2 separate regions of the Mus musculus genome follow, and region 2 is linked to region 1. A link is a contact called in public Micro-C data. All regions are on one chromosome and are shown on one strand. The core of a region is the stretch at or near the end of the contact, and the rest is flanking DNA. Distances in the headings are between cores, read along the strand shown.

The links. A called contact is a pair of places that touch in the nucleus more often than the background predicts.
Region 2: a contact with region 1 is called in a Micro-C map of the G1E-ER4 cell line. The contact joins two enhancer-like sites. A contact is called at or near these places in 2 of 39 promoter capture datasets (cranial neural crest and liver), 1 of 484 Hi-C or Micro-C datasets (the G1E-ER4 cell line) and 2 of 115 datasets of contacts at active chromatin or transcription factors (effector CD8 T cells and kidney).

Annotation. Positions count from the first base shown.
Region 1 is chr2:128,081,627-128,089,137 of GRCm38.p6, reverse strand. Acoxl (acyl-Coenzyme A oxidase-like) reads right to left here. Exons shown (of 18, transcript NM_028765.3): 16 at 2,709-2,779. Among named protein-coding and RNA genes, the nearest start is that of Bcl2l11, 41 kb to the left of the region's middle. Within about 2 kb of position 3,402, at least 19 of the 459 cell types and tissues checked have an H3K27ac peak or open chromatin away from gene starts, as enhancers often do. A contact at or near this core is called in the G1E-ER4 cell line, where this site is marked.
Region 2 is chr2:128,292,724-128,300,234 of GRCm38.p6, reverse strand. Morrbid (myeloid RNA regulator of BCL2L11 induced cell death) reads left to right here. Exons shown (of 3, transcript NR_028589.1): 3 at 1-1,572. Among named protein-coding and RNA genes, the nearest start is that of Gm14010, 130 kb to the left of the region's middle. Within about 2 kb of position 2,909, at least 79 of the 459 cell types and tissues checked have an H3K27ac peak or open chromatin away from gene starts, as enhancers often do. A contact at or near this core is called in the G1E-ER4 cell line, where this site is marked.

The sequences.
Region 1 (7,511 bases), core at 2,153-4,652:
TTATTTATTTTCTAAGTGGACACAGTATTAAATTGACTCCTAATGACTTATCATTAAACATACAGGTCAATGAATTCTCAACCTTCTATAATCCAAGGGAGGAATGGAAGCCTGGAAGGTGAAGGCCTTGAGAAGCTTCTATTTCACAACAGATGGTGATTAACATAGAGACCCACAATTGTCCAAAGTGCAGAGAATTAGAGACTTAGGAATGCTCAGCTCTGAATGGAATATTTATAATACACTTGCTCCTTTCAAGGCTCAGAGATCATTGTAGCAGAGGTTATATGAAGATGGTAAGGGCCAGAAAGTGGATAACCCAAACAGTGTTTTCTGAGCACAGCAGGATAGCTGCACATATGAACTACAGTTTTGTGACAGCATGCAAAAGACTTGTGCAAATACAGACCAAATCCCAGTGTGGAGAGGGGAGTTAAGGGGAGTTGGGCACACAGTTGGGCTCCCACCCCTAGGGAAGGAGCTATTGGCAATTGACAGCTGCTGGGAAGGGGGATGGATCTTGGAGGAGTTGGGGGAGGGAGACAAATACGATCAAAATACTCAACTACACACACACACATGCATGCATGCATGCACGTACACACAAAAGAATTTTACTACATATAAACTCCAAGTACACCAAAGTGAACATCAAGGGTCAGCTGATTGAGTGTTCAAAATGATCTATTGTTCTCTTACATCCTTTTATACATATCCACAAAAAAATCCTACACATTCCTGTCACACCCACATGGTGGCCTCTCCTAAGTGACATGAAAGAAACCTCAATCTCTTGAAAAAAAAATTACAAAGTAGTCTTCGTAGATATGAGCAAAGCACACATTTTTGTTCAGTGAAACTTCTTTGATGAGGCCTGCTCAAATATCTCGAAGATACTGTAAAAAACACCCACAGACAGCTCTCTCAGTTAGTGTGGTCATACAGTCTGAAGAAACATGAAGGAAAACACAAAATCCTGAGAGGTGCACACATTCCAAAACATCTTGGGAAAGCTTGACCTTCTCCCAAGTCCAAGTGTTTATGTCTAACCAAGTGGACTAAAGGAGCCGTCTCTCCTGGTGCAGCCGTGAGAGGCAACAGGAGGCAGCTTGGGAGGAGGGGTGGCCTTCAGGTAGCTTCTGTTTTTACTCACTTGTCTTAGCTCAGAAGAAATCGAGAGAGGGACTCAGACACATGACCACAAGGGCAACTAGAAGTAGCCGGATGGTGTGGCCTCCTGAGCTTAGTGGTTCTGTTCTCTGAAAACACCTCTGAGATGCCCACATAAGTTTCAGTGAGGCTCACTTACAGGACGGAATGGAACCCAGTAGTCTCTCCCCCTGAACAGGGGTCCAGGTGATCAGGAGAGGAGAGAGAGAAGATGCCGGACAGAATGCAAAGGAAGAGGACGAAGGTTCTGTGTCTTGACCCATGAATGGATAATGGATAAAAGGTGAGTGTCTGTGACCAAGGCTGCTTCAAGGTCACAGGAAACCAACCAGTCCTTGGAAGGACAGGCTGAGGCATGGAGCTCATAGCAGGGAATGAACATCAGTGTGGGAGACCTCAGACTACCAAAACATCTCATGTGCTTAAATCTGTCAGGCCAAGTCAGGGCCTCACACAGCCTGGACTCAGATGAACTGGGCTTCCCAGATAAACTCAACACTTGGAATCAGCAGACCTTCCTTATTATAAAATAAGCATCATTGAAAGTTAAAAAAATAACACAAACAAACAAAAAAAATAGACAGACCAAAAATATCACCCCTTAGGCAAATGAGTTGAAAAATCCCTTAAGAGTAACATCCTATTTTTTTCCCACCCATTTCTCAAGTCAGAAGACACCTGGTAAAGAAACTGTATTTAGGTAAAGAAATGCAACTCCTGGTATACACGGTTTCCTGAAGGCACAGGATGGAAATGACATCATGGAAACACTGGTGTTCAAGGTCAGTATGTACATTTCTAGGTGAAAACAGGAGGCTTAGTCATCAGTGGAAACGTGCGTGTGTCTCTACACTTGCGAGCCGCTTTCTTGCCTTCAGACACAGTTTTTATTAAGATTGCACAGGCTGTTTGCCTGACCTTTATCGGCTCTCCTAAATGCACACCCTAAATATAGGTTATACCGCACTTCTGTCCATGCCATCAGGGAAGAGATAAAATGGTTATTCCTGAGAAGAAAAGGAGTTTGTTTTCGATTCAAGGACAAAGAACCTAAGACATGAGTTGACTGTCTCGACAGTTGACACAAGTGGTCTGATTTGTATGGCATTCCCGCTGGTGACGATAGGGAGGATGGGGCCAACCAGGAAGGTGTGGGATTCTTTGTCTTAATTAAAAAGTATAAATCGGAGACATGGAATTTGGCCAAGTCTCATAAATCTGCTGAAAGAATCGAGACTGTCAGAGAAGTTTAAATAAAACCAACCAGGTCCACTGAGAATCACGTAGGCTCCCTGCTAGTTGTCGACACCCACTTCCCTGTCACTTCTGTGTTCCACAGACTGTGGTTGTGCTCATTAACCAGCCACCCTCCCGCCAGCCACTGACAAGTGTATCCCCGTGGAGCACAAAATTCAGAGATGATAAATTTACTCCCGCTTGTAAAAAAAAAAAAAAAAAACAAAAACCGGTGCTCTCCTCCGGGCAATCAAAAAACGCTAGGAGGCTTTAAGGAAATAAGAATTTAGCTGATAACCTACCTTCATTAGCAAAGCCTGGTCCTCCCTGTTGGGACATTGCCTCACTGCCGTCGTGAACTGCTCTAGTGCAACTGGAAGGGAAGAGACAGAAAGGTGAGTGGCCTCCCTGGGGACTGCCAGCACTGCCATGTGGGGGACAACCTCATGGTTATGGCAAAAACACATGGCATGCTGGGTGTGGCTGCTTGGGGGCATGTAGAGTTCCTTGCCTGCTCACTACATGGGCTGAAATCCGTGTCAGTGACTTCCCCACAGTGGGCTAGGCAGATCACAAGGCCAGCCCGCATCCGTGGGAACCACCAGAAAGTCCTAGGTTCAGCCACTGCATGAGCCATCCTGAGAAAACACTCAATCTCCATTCCAGTGACTCCGTAAAGAGAATCCCAACAGCCTTGGTACCTTTGGTATCTACCTTTAACTACCCTCTTCCACAGTGATTTCCACTGCATTAATTCACTATGTGGTTGAAGCATAATATGTCCCCAGATGTTGACCCAAGCAAGCCCCAGACTTCCCCAGATGTAGTTAGTCATTTTTCCTCAACTTTCTCCAACAGAATGGCTAAGGAAAACACAAGATGGCTCATAGAACAGATTTTAATGGATATTTAAATTAGCCTTACTGGTTCTGGGCATGCTACAGTTTCTATAAAGTACCTTCCTCTTTTCTGTATCTAAGGCCAGTCTCTCATCAAAGGCCTGCTATGTGAGCACTGGTTTTTATCTAAGTAAGCACATAGACTTTTCTTTTTCCCCTACTTGTGGTTTTGACTGTGTTATTTCACTTTTGAAGGTGTTTGCGTAAGATAATTCCCTGCCATCCCTGAACTTCAGTCCTCTTCCTTTGACAGGGATAGATGGACCCTTTACTGTCTAATCTCTCTGGATTGCCCTCTTGCTGCTGGACTCAGTGCTGGGTTCATACACCTGTCCTTCACCACTGCTCTGCTGACAGTTACCACAGCGGAGCCTTGCATACAAACACTGCAGGCTGCCTCAACCAACCGGGCACAGCGATGCACTACCCTAGGCTCCATCCCAACCTGAACAAAGCCTGCATGAGTGGAGAGATTTAAATCTGAAAGATTTCCTGGAGACCTCTGTTTGGATGCTTTGTCCCCAGGTGCTATTTTGGAAGATTCTAGAAATGTTTGGATTTGTGTTTAGCTAGTGGAGACAGACCATTAGGGGTGGTTTTGAAGGTAATTCCTGGTCCTGCCTCCCCGAACCCCCTACTCTGTGATTCCTGGTCTGTTGTGGTGAGAACATCTTCTGCCACACATTCTTGCCCCCATGGACAGAGCTGGCCTGCCATTTCTGTCCTACCATAATGGACTGCAACCCTTTGATACAGTAATTCAGGTGGAATAGCTTTTTGCTGTAAAGACTAGCCCACTGTATAGCTGTTGGTCTGAGAAAATGGTGGGAGACTTGAAACTCCAGAACATCTGGCTATCTTAGTCCCGTGGCAGGAGGCAATGCCCTTGGTTTTGCTCCTTATCATGACTCGCGTGCTTCTTACAAGAAGAGAGAGAAGGGAAAACTGAGGTCACCTGCTCACAGCTGCCACTGGCCATGTGCTATGGGAACTTTAGTAACCTCTGAGACCTAGGACAGAAGCTATCTCCTTAAAACAGCACTTTGTGGCAGTTATCAGAAAAAACCCCTCAACTGTGGCCTAGAATAGGTTGGCACACAATTAAATTTATCTCAACCTGCTCAGGGCTGAAGAACAACAGCGTAAGGGCAAGGAAAGACACTGGGGCACCACTGCAGCAGGGACCTCTTTACACACGGAGGCACAGTGAGTTTGAACATTCATGCCCAGGCATTATGTTGATTGATTGATTCATTTATGATCTTTAAGTTTACAGTAAGAACTGCTGAGAGCCATCGCTATACTTTCTTGGTGTGGTCCTCTTGGATACAGAAGAATATTCATATCACAGTTTTCATATGCACATAAGATACTAGTAAAAACCTTACTTTAAGGGCTGGAGAAAGAGCAAGACTCATCAGTTGAAAGTCCTTGCTGCTACTGTACACAACCCAAGTTCAGTTGCCAGCATCCATACCTGATGATTCACACCCACCAGTAACACCAGCTCCAGGGATCTCACACCTTAGTACTCCCCCAGGCACCTGCATACATGAGGTACACACTAACACAGACCCCCGACACACACACACACACAAACTGAAAAATAAAAACTCAAATATTCTTAAGACTTCTCTCTGAATTACCTTGTGGTCTTCTCCTGTCTTTCACCCTGTGCCACTTTAGGCAGATATTAAACCACGTTAAATTATCAACCCTGACAACACATGCTTCCCCCTTTCCCCTTCAGTTCTCAGGTTTCTGAGCAAAAGCCATCATCTCGGCAGTCAACAGAGCCTCGTGTTTTCTCTGCAAACAAACCCCTGTAAGTCATCAGCAGAGAGAGAGGGAAAGTCACATAGAGAAGACTCAGCACTATTTTTCTTCTCAGCATTTGGGATTTACAATAAGTTAAAAATGAAGTTTTTATCTCTGGTGATTTATCAAGCTTGAGATCTCACAAAAGATAAACAGATGCTCCAAAGAAAGAATACATCATCTTAATGTTTCATTTTGACACTTTGGGTATCTAAAAAGCACATATCTCCAATAGCTCTCTAAAAACATAATAGTTTCCATGATTTACACATTTAATATTTGTTTTAAGACACCCTGAACTGAGAATATGTCAGGAGGGGCCTCTGAAGACAATGGTCAGACTCGAAACACACGGATTATTTATAGACCAGAACTCGAGGGCTGAAAGAAAATCTGGTTGTCAACAGACAGTTGCTTTTGCAATTTTTTTTTTCTGTGTAGTTCATTTTGGTTTTTGTGTGGGTGGCTCATGTGAACTCAAAGGTTATTTGCTAAATGTTTTGGAGACTAGAATATGCTGCCCTTTAAAACTCATGTTTAAGTGTGTGCTCCTTGCAAATATTTCTAAATTTACAGTGCCCTATGGGGCAATGCTTTTTAAGAAATATATAACATCATATCCAGAAGTGCCATGATAAGGCAAGAATTTGTGCAACATCTATTTTTTTAATTAAGATATTTTTTGTTAGATATTTTCTTCATATACCTTTCAAATACTATCCCCAAAGCCCCCATACCCTCCCAATATCTATTTTTTATTGATGGTGTAGAAGGTCTTAATCTTTTTTTTAAAAAAGATTTTGAATTATTTTGTATGCATTTGTACATGTATGCATGTGTGCCTGTGTGTGCCCATGAGTGCATACATGCATGTTGCAGCCAGAGGTTGATGTCAAGTGTCATCTCCTATGGCTGATCACCTTAGTTTTTGTCCCTACACTTGGGATCACTGCTTGGGCTAGATTGGCTGACCAAGAAACTCCAAAGCTCTTATTCTTAATCCTGACGCTCATGGACACAAGCCTACCTATTCTGTTTTACTCTCTCACATTTTCTCCACCCACATGGGTACTCAGGGAATCTTATTTTGAGATGACTTACTGTTCCTTCCCCTTGTCCTCCCCCCTCCCCCATACACACTACATGTTTACTTATAGTCAGCTCAGAATGCTGACATAGATCTTTGCAGTTTACTGTACAAGTTATAATTGTTAAATCACATGGTGAGAAACAAAGGGGTAGGAACTTATTTCCAAACCAGGGAGGGTAAATTCCTGTTGCCCTTTCAGTGATTCTGAGCAGCCAGACTACCATGTGATCCAGATGTACCACTCCTGGGCATGTGCACAAAGGACTCCACAGACACTTGCTCAGCCTTATGCAGTGCTGTTCTATTCACAACAGCTAGGAAATAGGAACAACCTAATAGCCTTAGACAGACAAGAGGTAAATGAAAATGTACATATACTCTATAGAATATTACTCAGTGGTAAAGAAAATTGAAGTCACGACCTTTGGCAGTACATGGATGGAACTAGAAACGAACACATTAAATGAGGTAACCCAGACCCAGATAGACAAACATCACATGGATTCTCTCATCTGGAGCTTCTAGTTCCAGATCTTCAGATGTGCATGCATAGTCTGGAGTAACTGCAATACTCAGGAAAATAAGGTACCATTGACATGGTGGGGCCTGGGGGGAGCAATAGAGAGGAGAATAGTGGAGTACATGTGATCTGATCAGGAAAATGGAAAAGGGGAAGCTAATGGGAGCAGGGGTGGGGAGGAAGGTAACTACAGGAGGGTAGACTAGCAGTAAAGATGTCTGGAAAAAGCCAAAAGGAATCATAATATTAACTATCTACCTAAAAATACCTAAAATACCCTGAGTCATATAAGTATACATATGTAGTTCAAATGAACAATTTCCATCTGGACTGACAATGCTCTCTCCAAGAGCCTAAGACCATCTAACAGAAACCCTCACATCAGGCATGAAAAGCCCTCTTTTGAGCTGCTTGCTGGTCATGGTTGTCCAAGAGGGTCCCAAAACATTATAGACTACTGTTATTATCCTTGGTTGTCCCCCAGAGGTAGGCGGTAAGTCTCTATTAATAGAGACACCAGGCATTGCAGACACAGGGCCCAGATATCCCTGAGTTTGGAACTGACTTGAAATTCTCTTCAAGACTAGTTGAGGGCTAGTTTTCGTGGTACCAGAAGACACCATGAAAACTTCCAAAGGAGGGAAGCGACCCACAACCCTACCCGCTTTACCGTTTATGAGATATAACTACAGCCAGCCCAGTGTGATACGTCCAAGGGTGCAGTAGTGGCACACATGTCTGGCAGGAACCAACAACTCTCCAAATGGACTTACAACCC
Region 2 (7,511 bases), core at 1,660-4,159, 210 kb before region 1:
TCTGGGACCTTCCCAGAATCGCCAAATCACGCAGTCAGAGAGCAGGGCCCATGGCTCTATTTTAACAAGATCTGCATGCTTGTGTTGCGTGTGCAAACATTTATCCTCAGTGTCTAGTGCTTAGACACTGTTTACTGTGGTTAAGTGGCATGGACTGATAGCATGAGGATGGCCTGAGAATAGGTGAATAATTGGTCACACCAGAGAGGGAGGGGGGAGGGGGAGAGAGGGGGAAGGGGAAGGGGAGGGGGAGAGGGAAAGGGAGGTGGGGGGAGGAAGAGGAGGAGGAGAAAAGGGATCCAATCCGGACCCCTCACCTCTTAAGGCCCCACTTGGGTTAAACAGTAGCCAGGCACACAGGACACAGAAGACAGAGGGGACAGAGAAATAGAAAAGTGCCAACACTTTACCAACTGAGTTGCCTTCTCCTTAGCCTAAGAAAATATTTTAAAACAAAACAAAACAACCCAGCCACTTTCTAAGTATACAAAAAACTCAATGAGTAACAGTAAACATAGGTTAATAAGTAGTATTAATATTTTCTATGGAGATATCAGGTCTTTGAGAGGTAGCTCAGCTTCCGGGTTCACCCATTCACTCATTCAGTCCAGCATGAAGCTGGCATGGGACGTCCAGCCTGGAAATAAGTAAGTCTTGGATGAGCCAAAGGCTGGAGCAAGAGAGGACTCGCTCCCATCCCAACAATGAAGGGATGCAGGGCAGAGTGGTGGAAGGGCAGAGATGCTCCCAAAGACAGGGTAAAGGGAGCCTCACCCCACATTCTGCCCTTAGTTTGGGCTGGAAATGTCCCTAGAAGAACAGAGAAACCGAGGAGGGATCATGAGCTAGTCCTCAGCCCATCGCCCGTGCTTTGAGCTCTCTCTTGACACAGCAAGCAAGACTGATTATAGACAAATGTCCGTTCTTGCTTTCTGCATCCAGGGCCTGAGAGATCTCAGACGCCCATGCTTGCTCAGGAAGCTGTTTCTGACATTGGCCTGTTTGGTGACCAGAAACTGATGCTGTTTCTCCACGTGGCCTACAGCTGGCCAGTTGGCAGTGGTACGGCTGAGCCTCAGAATACTGACAATGGCTGTTTTCATCCCATGAGCAGATTGGTGTCAAGGCTGGAAAGAAAGAAAGATTTTTCACTCAACTCCCACTCTTCCCAAACAAGCCAACAAGAAGGCGAGGTGTTTGGAGGCCTCCCACACCCTATACGTGACCCTTTTTGTATTTGCTCAAGGTGGTAGTACCACAGTTAGAACCTTTGGAGTTTTTTTGGTATCCTTTTAGTCTGTGTTAATGTGTCTCTGCTGTACTTAAATTCTCTTCAAAATGACCTCCACATCGATACATTTCTTGGAATTCACATGTGAGTAAGAAAAGATAAGATAGGCTGGCAAGATGGTTCAGTGGTTAAGAGCGCGGACTGCTCTTCCGAAGGTCCTGAGTTCAAATCCCAGCAACCACATGGTGGCTCACAACTATCTGTAATGAGATCTGATGCCCTCTTCTGGAGTGTCTGAAGACAGCTACAGTGTACTTACATTAAATAAATAAATAAATCTTAAAAAAAAAAAAAGAAAAAGAAAAAGAAAAAAGAAAAGGTAGGATGATTTTATTATTATTTTTTTTTTTTTAGTTGTCCAGACTGAGTAATTATTTAAGATATGGCTTTAAAGGCTGGGGCTGAGTGGGTAAGAGCACTTGCTCCTAGAACATGAGGACCCGGGACCAAATCCCCAGCATCCAGATAGCAAGCTATGCGTGACTGCACACGTACTGTAACCCCACTGCTATGTGGGGGTGGAGGTAGGGGAAGGAGGATATCCATAGTTTAATGGCTGCCAGCTTAGCTCCAAGTGCAGAGAGAGACCCTGTCTCAAAGGAATAAGGTGAAGAGTGACAGAGCCAGGTACCTAGCATGCTCCTCTGGCCTCTCCACTCATGCATGTGCACATCTGCATACATAAGTATGCACTTGCATGCGCACACGCACACACACACACACACACACACACACACACACACACACACGGCAGGTAATCAGTTATAATTACATGAAGCCTTGTTGGACTATTAGAGCTCACAGAAAGCAATCTCTCTCTCTCTCTCGAAGGCAGAAGGAGCCCTTTGACCTCTAGAGACATTCCAAAAGGCTGAGGTACCACGTCCAAAGAATGTGACCTCAGGTATGTTTGTGGAGGAAATTCTGAGAGGAAGTAAAGTGGCACTCTGTGGGCACTTGCTGGAAAACCCACATCTGCCAACTGAGCTGAAATCTTACTCAGAGCTGGAACAAGACTGTTTCTGACTCCCTGCATCGCTTCCACCCATGAAAAGAAAACTCTGTTTTTCTTGTTTCTCTCGTCAGGCTGCCTGGAGATGGGAGAGAGAAACTTAATCAGTTGGGCCTGTTCTGTTAGACCAGATGATTCCCCTTTAGAAAGATCCCATTTTATAAGGTGCAGGAGGCCAGCACATTATGATGGTTGTCGGGAGATCCCAGTCGAAGGTGGGGAGCAGGGAATGAGGCTTCCACAAATCCACTGTGTGCAGGGGACCCCTCAGTAGGCAGCAATGCTCCAAGAGACTGGGAAAAGAGCAGTATGTCTGGATCGTGGACCCAGAGGCTAGGGAAACCAGACCGCCTTCTCAGTCAGCTGTATGCAATGGTGTTAAGCACAGCGCTGCTCAACCTTCCTAGTGCTGTGTCGCCTTAATACAGTTTCTCACATGGTGACCCTTAACCACAAAATATGTCCTACTTCATCACTGTTGTGAGTTGTAACGTAAATGTCTGTGTTTTCCAGGGATGACCTCTATAAAAAGGTCATTTGACCTCTATGGGGGCCGCAACCCACAGGTTGAGAACCATCTGTCCTACACATTAGGGTAGCACTGAAGCATCCCAGCGACAGAAAGAACAGTGTCTGGCTCTCATTGTCCAACATGAGAAATCACAACGTTCCTTTGGGGAATTCTTTTTCCTGGCAATAAATCCTCAGGGGGAAAAAATCCTGTGACAGAACCAGCCCCAGAGGAATGTCCATAGGTCAGAAGGAGGCCACCTAGCTTGGAAGGTTCTGGAAATTCTAGTTGGGCATTGGGAGGAGTCCAGGCAGCTGCGCTGATGCAAGGGGGCTCCAGAGAGGAAGGAGAACCTCGGGAGTTAGTCAGAGGACGTTGCTCAGAATGAGGGAGAGAGTGGGGGAGGCTACCAGTGGAGGCCAGGGACCGATGTCACTTCACTATCTGTAACTTCCTGTTTTGGAGAAAGAGCCTGAGCTTGCTTTGGGGGAGGGGAGCATGAAAGGTGAAGCCTGGAAGATTGGTGCTTGTGCTCTCACTGGAGGGCAAGAGGGGGTTTAAATGGTCAGAGCAGGGGCCTGGAGAGATGGCTCAGCGGTTAAGAGCACTGAATGCTCTTCCGAAGGTCCTGAGTTCAAATCCCAGCAACCACATGGTGGCTCACAACCATCCGTAATGAGATCTCACGCCCTCTTCTGGAGTGTCTGAAGACAGCTACAGTGTACTTACATATAATAAATAAATAAATCTTAAAAAAAAAAAAAAAAAATGGTCAGAGCAGGATGGGGTGACAGACCTGGGCAGACTAGAAGGAAAAACAATTGGTGATTCTGATTCATTCACCTCAATTGTCACAGAACAGAGCAAACACACATGTAATAAAATCATAAAAGTCTGTGGGAAGTAGAAGAAAGAAACTTCAGCAGATCAAAGCAGCTGATGGGTCAGATACTGGGGTCGGGCCTTTGAACCCCCCAAGGCTACACGAGGCTCCTACCTGGCTGAGATCTATGGCTCTTCTGTTCTCGGACTATTGACACAACAGCCTGGCTGCTCAGAGAAATGGGCTCTGAGGATCCTGGCATCCTTGAGGTAGCTCCAATTTCCTAGATGAGCGTGGGGAGAGTGGAGGGATCTGGGTCTCCTGAGAAGAATCGAAGGTGGAAACTGGAGATAAACACGGGGAGAGAGCTTGCTGTCTATGGCTCAATTGCTCTGCTGAACTGCCTCTTGGTTGAACTGCTGCACAGCCTGAAGGAAACCCTATTCCACCCAGGCTTCCCTCCAGAGCAAAATATCAGCCCTCCTCTGCCAGTGGAGTCCACTGGATAGCCAGGCCTGCTGTCCCCAGAGCCTCTGTCAAACCCGTGATCCTTCTCTTTCCCTGTGACCAACAGTATAGACTCCTGGAACTCAGAAGGACTCCACATGGCTAGAGTGTTCCCAGTGGAATCAGTAGTCTGTCACAGAAAAGGCAAAGATGACTCAGGAAGCAGACGTCTGAAGAGATGCCTGGCCTGACTCCATGGAGGTTTTAGAAAGACATTCACTCTTTCCATAGAGTGGAGAGCCTCACTGGTGCTATGCACATTAAACATCAGATGAACTCGCTCCATCTCAAGGGTATTCTGAGTACCCCTCCCCCAACCCTCACCAAGGGTCTTCCCTGCTTTTTGGTACCCTCTCCCAATCATATAGAATTTAAGGCAGATTATAAATTTAACTACTCTGCTAAGTTGCGATAAGTAATAAATTCATTTCTTTTTGTGTGTGTTTTAAAGCTTTGTAGAAAACAACAATGTCAACAACACTAACCCAAACATTGTAAGGCTGAGACACAAAGACATTGAGTTTGAAGGTAACCTGGGCTACATAATGAATTGTATATTCCAGACCAGCCTGGGCTACATGGCAAGCCCTGTCTCAAAAATAAACAAATAGATGAAAATCTATTTTTGCCCAAAATAACTGTTTACGGTAACTTCCATGAAATGCCCCAGGTCTGGGTTTTGCTGTTAGTGTCTCCAGCTGGGCACGATCTTTGATGTAATCAGTGACTCAGCTTACTCGAAATAAACCTGTTGTCAAAGATTCAAAATTTATCTCTTTGACACACACATGTCTTGTGACCCGCCTGTCCTTCTGCTCAAAGCACTGTCCCAATCCCTCTGACTCAACGGGGAAACCACAATCTACAAGAAGCCAGAGCGTTCCCACACCTGGGGTGGGCTGCGCGTCACCAGCAGGGCAGCAGATGTCATTGTGCCTGAGCAGGAAGCTCGGCAGGATGGCTTCTTTGCCACTCCTCTGTCCACAGGAAAGCATGGTGACGTGGTGGATTCGTGATTTGGTGGGGAGCACGGTGAGGTGTGACTTGCCATCCTCTCTAAATAGATTGTTCAACCCAGAAGCAGTTGTTTCTTGGGGGAGGCATAACTTGAGGTAGGTCTGGAGATGGCAATGGCTCTTGAGCTCTTGGCTAGCACCTGTGTCGTCCTGGGGCCACTGCTGACCCACCAAGACCCTCTACAACAGGTGCTGCATGTCATAGCTGAAGGCTGTCCCACTCACCCAGGTCCCCCACCAGTCACTCACAACCATGCAAAAAGGGAAGTCTTGGCCAAAACTCACTGTCGGTTTGGTGCCTGCTCTCAGAATGGCACTGTCTGAGAATAATGAGGTGCTCTGTGTAAAGAAAGGGGAGAGAGTCAGGGCTGCCTCCAAAGCCCTGTTCTAGACTCTGTTGCTGTGGTGGTTTGAGTGAGAAAGCCCCCCCCCCCCCGTGGGCTCACATATTTGAATCTTTGATACCCAGTTGGTGTGCCACTGGGGATGGGCCTCTCTCTTCTCTCTCTCTCTCTCTCTCTCTCTCTCTCTCTCTCTCTCTCTGTGTGTGTGTGTGTGTGTGTGTGTGTCCCCGTCCTTGCTGCCTGCAGACTGCAGATCAGGATGTAGCTTCCAGTTACCTCTCCAGCACCCCATCTGCTGTGTGCTGCCATGCTCCCTGCCACAATGATAAGCAATTCGTCCTCTGAAGCAGTAAGCAAGCCCCCAGTTAAAAGCTTTCTTCTATAAGTTGCCTTTGCCATGATAACAGTAACTAAGACAGGAACCTCCCATGCCAAGCTCGGCAGGTCAGGGCACATTTGCCCTTGGGGGCTTTTCACTGGAATTTAATCTTTAGGGACCTTTGCAGATTCTGAACATCTCATCTGTTCAGGAGCTCCACTATCTTTCCTGGTCTCTAAGCCTTGTTCCCTGTCCTGTCTGCCTCACCCCACCCCCGACCACCTCTACCTGCAGTTACTGTCCCAGGAATCCTTTTTGGGTAGTTACTGAGGTCATGGCCTCTGATTATATAATGAATGCAACCATCGTTCATGTCCTAGTGAAACTTTGAAGATAGAAACAAAATGTAAATTCCCACTTTTAGGGCAGGAGAGTCTGGAAGCTCGGGCAGGAGCCTCTGGCTACGTCAGCCTCTGGCCGGTGTCTCTACCATGACTCCCCACATGCTCATGGAACGTGCCAGCAATAACGTAAGATGAGCCCTCGGATGAGCCCCACATTTGGGAGGAACTTCTGGAGCATGACCTACTTTTTTGAATATCTAATGAAATTCATAGATTTCCCCCATAAGATGCATATACTCAATACTTCTAAAAATCTAGCATTTTCGCACATGTCAGAGATCCATTCATGAGAATTCAATCTTGCTTTGGGATCCTTTTGCTTTTCATCAGGGTCATGGGTTCCCAGCATCTCTTGCCATGAAGATGTGGTCAATATTCTGATTTTTAAGAGGGCCTGTCGAACTTAAGAGGGGCTGTGGTTCTCTCACAAGGACATCTGCTAAGTAGCTGAGCAGTGCATTTCCTTGCTGGTCAAAAGTCTGAGGGAGGAACAATGGGCGCAGCATTGCATAGCATGACAAAGCTCTTCATCTGGGAAGCTGGTAGTGGAGTGGGCACGCATGGAATGTCAGCCATCAGAAGTGCACCCTGGATTTTGTTTACATAAAGAGAAACTGAGGAGGTGCTGTGGAAATGAAGAGAGACAGCACCTTCCATTTGCTTCCACATTAACCTGTAGGTAAGTAAAGAAAACATATGGCCCTCATTACACCAAGAAGTTATATAGGTCAGAAACACAAACAAGATTAAGAGAGAGCTGGGACAAATGGAAAAGGTCCTAAATAGAAAGACAGTCTTTGGTCACAGACAGGATACGGTTGGGGACATCGTGGGAGTCACTTTAAGAAGGTACGAGGTATTTGGGCTCATCATAATGAGAATTCCATCATTTTCAGGAGACTCCAGCCAGGGCTGATGAAAGAGTGAATGCTTTGGAAGGTGGTGATAAAGGTCTCCGTATCGGAGGAGAAACTTGGCTTCTCCAGTGAGCTAGGAAAGCAGGAAGCATCATTCCTATCTCATGGTCTGTCTAGAGTGACTGTTGGATCTGCTGGCCCTCTGATGTCACACCCAGATGAGGGCTCCAAGCCAAGGGTTAGGTCTCATACCTCTTACTCACCCATACTCTCATACCTCCCACAGCCAAGAGAAAATGTTCCCTTTCTCTAGCCTTCCACAGCAGAGAATATGCACCTGAGATTATTCTACACCCCCAAAATTAGGAGGGAAGAAGTATTCCTTCTAAGGAAATGGGGTCTGGGAAGGCCCAGGAGAGAGTGTAAG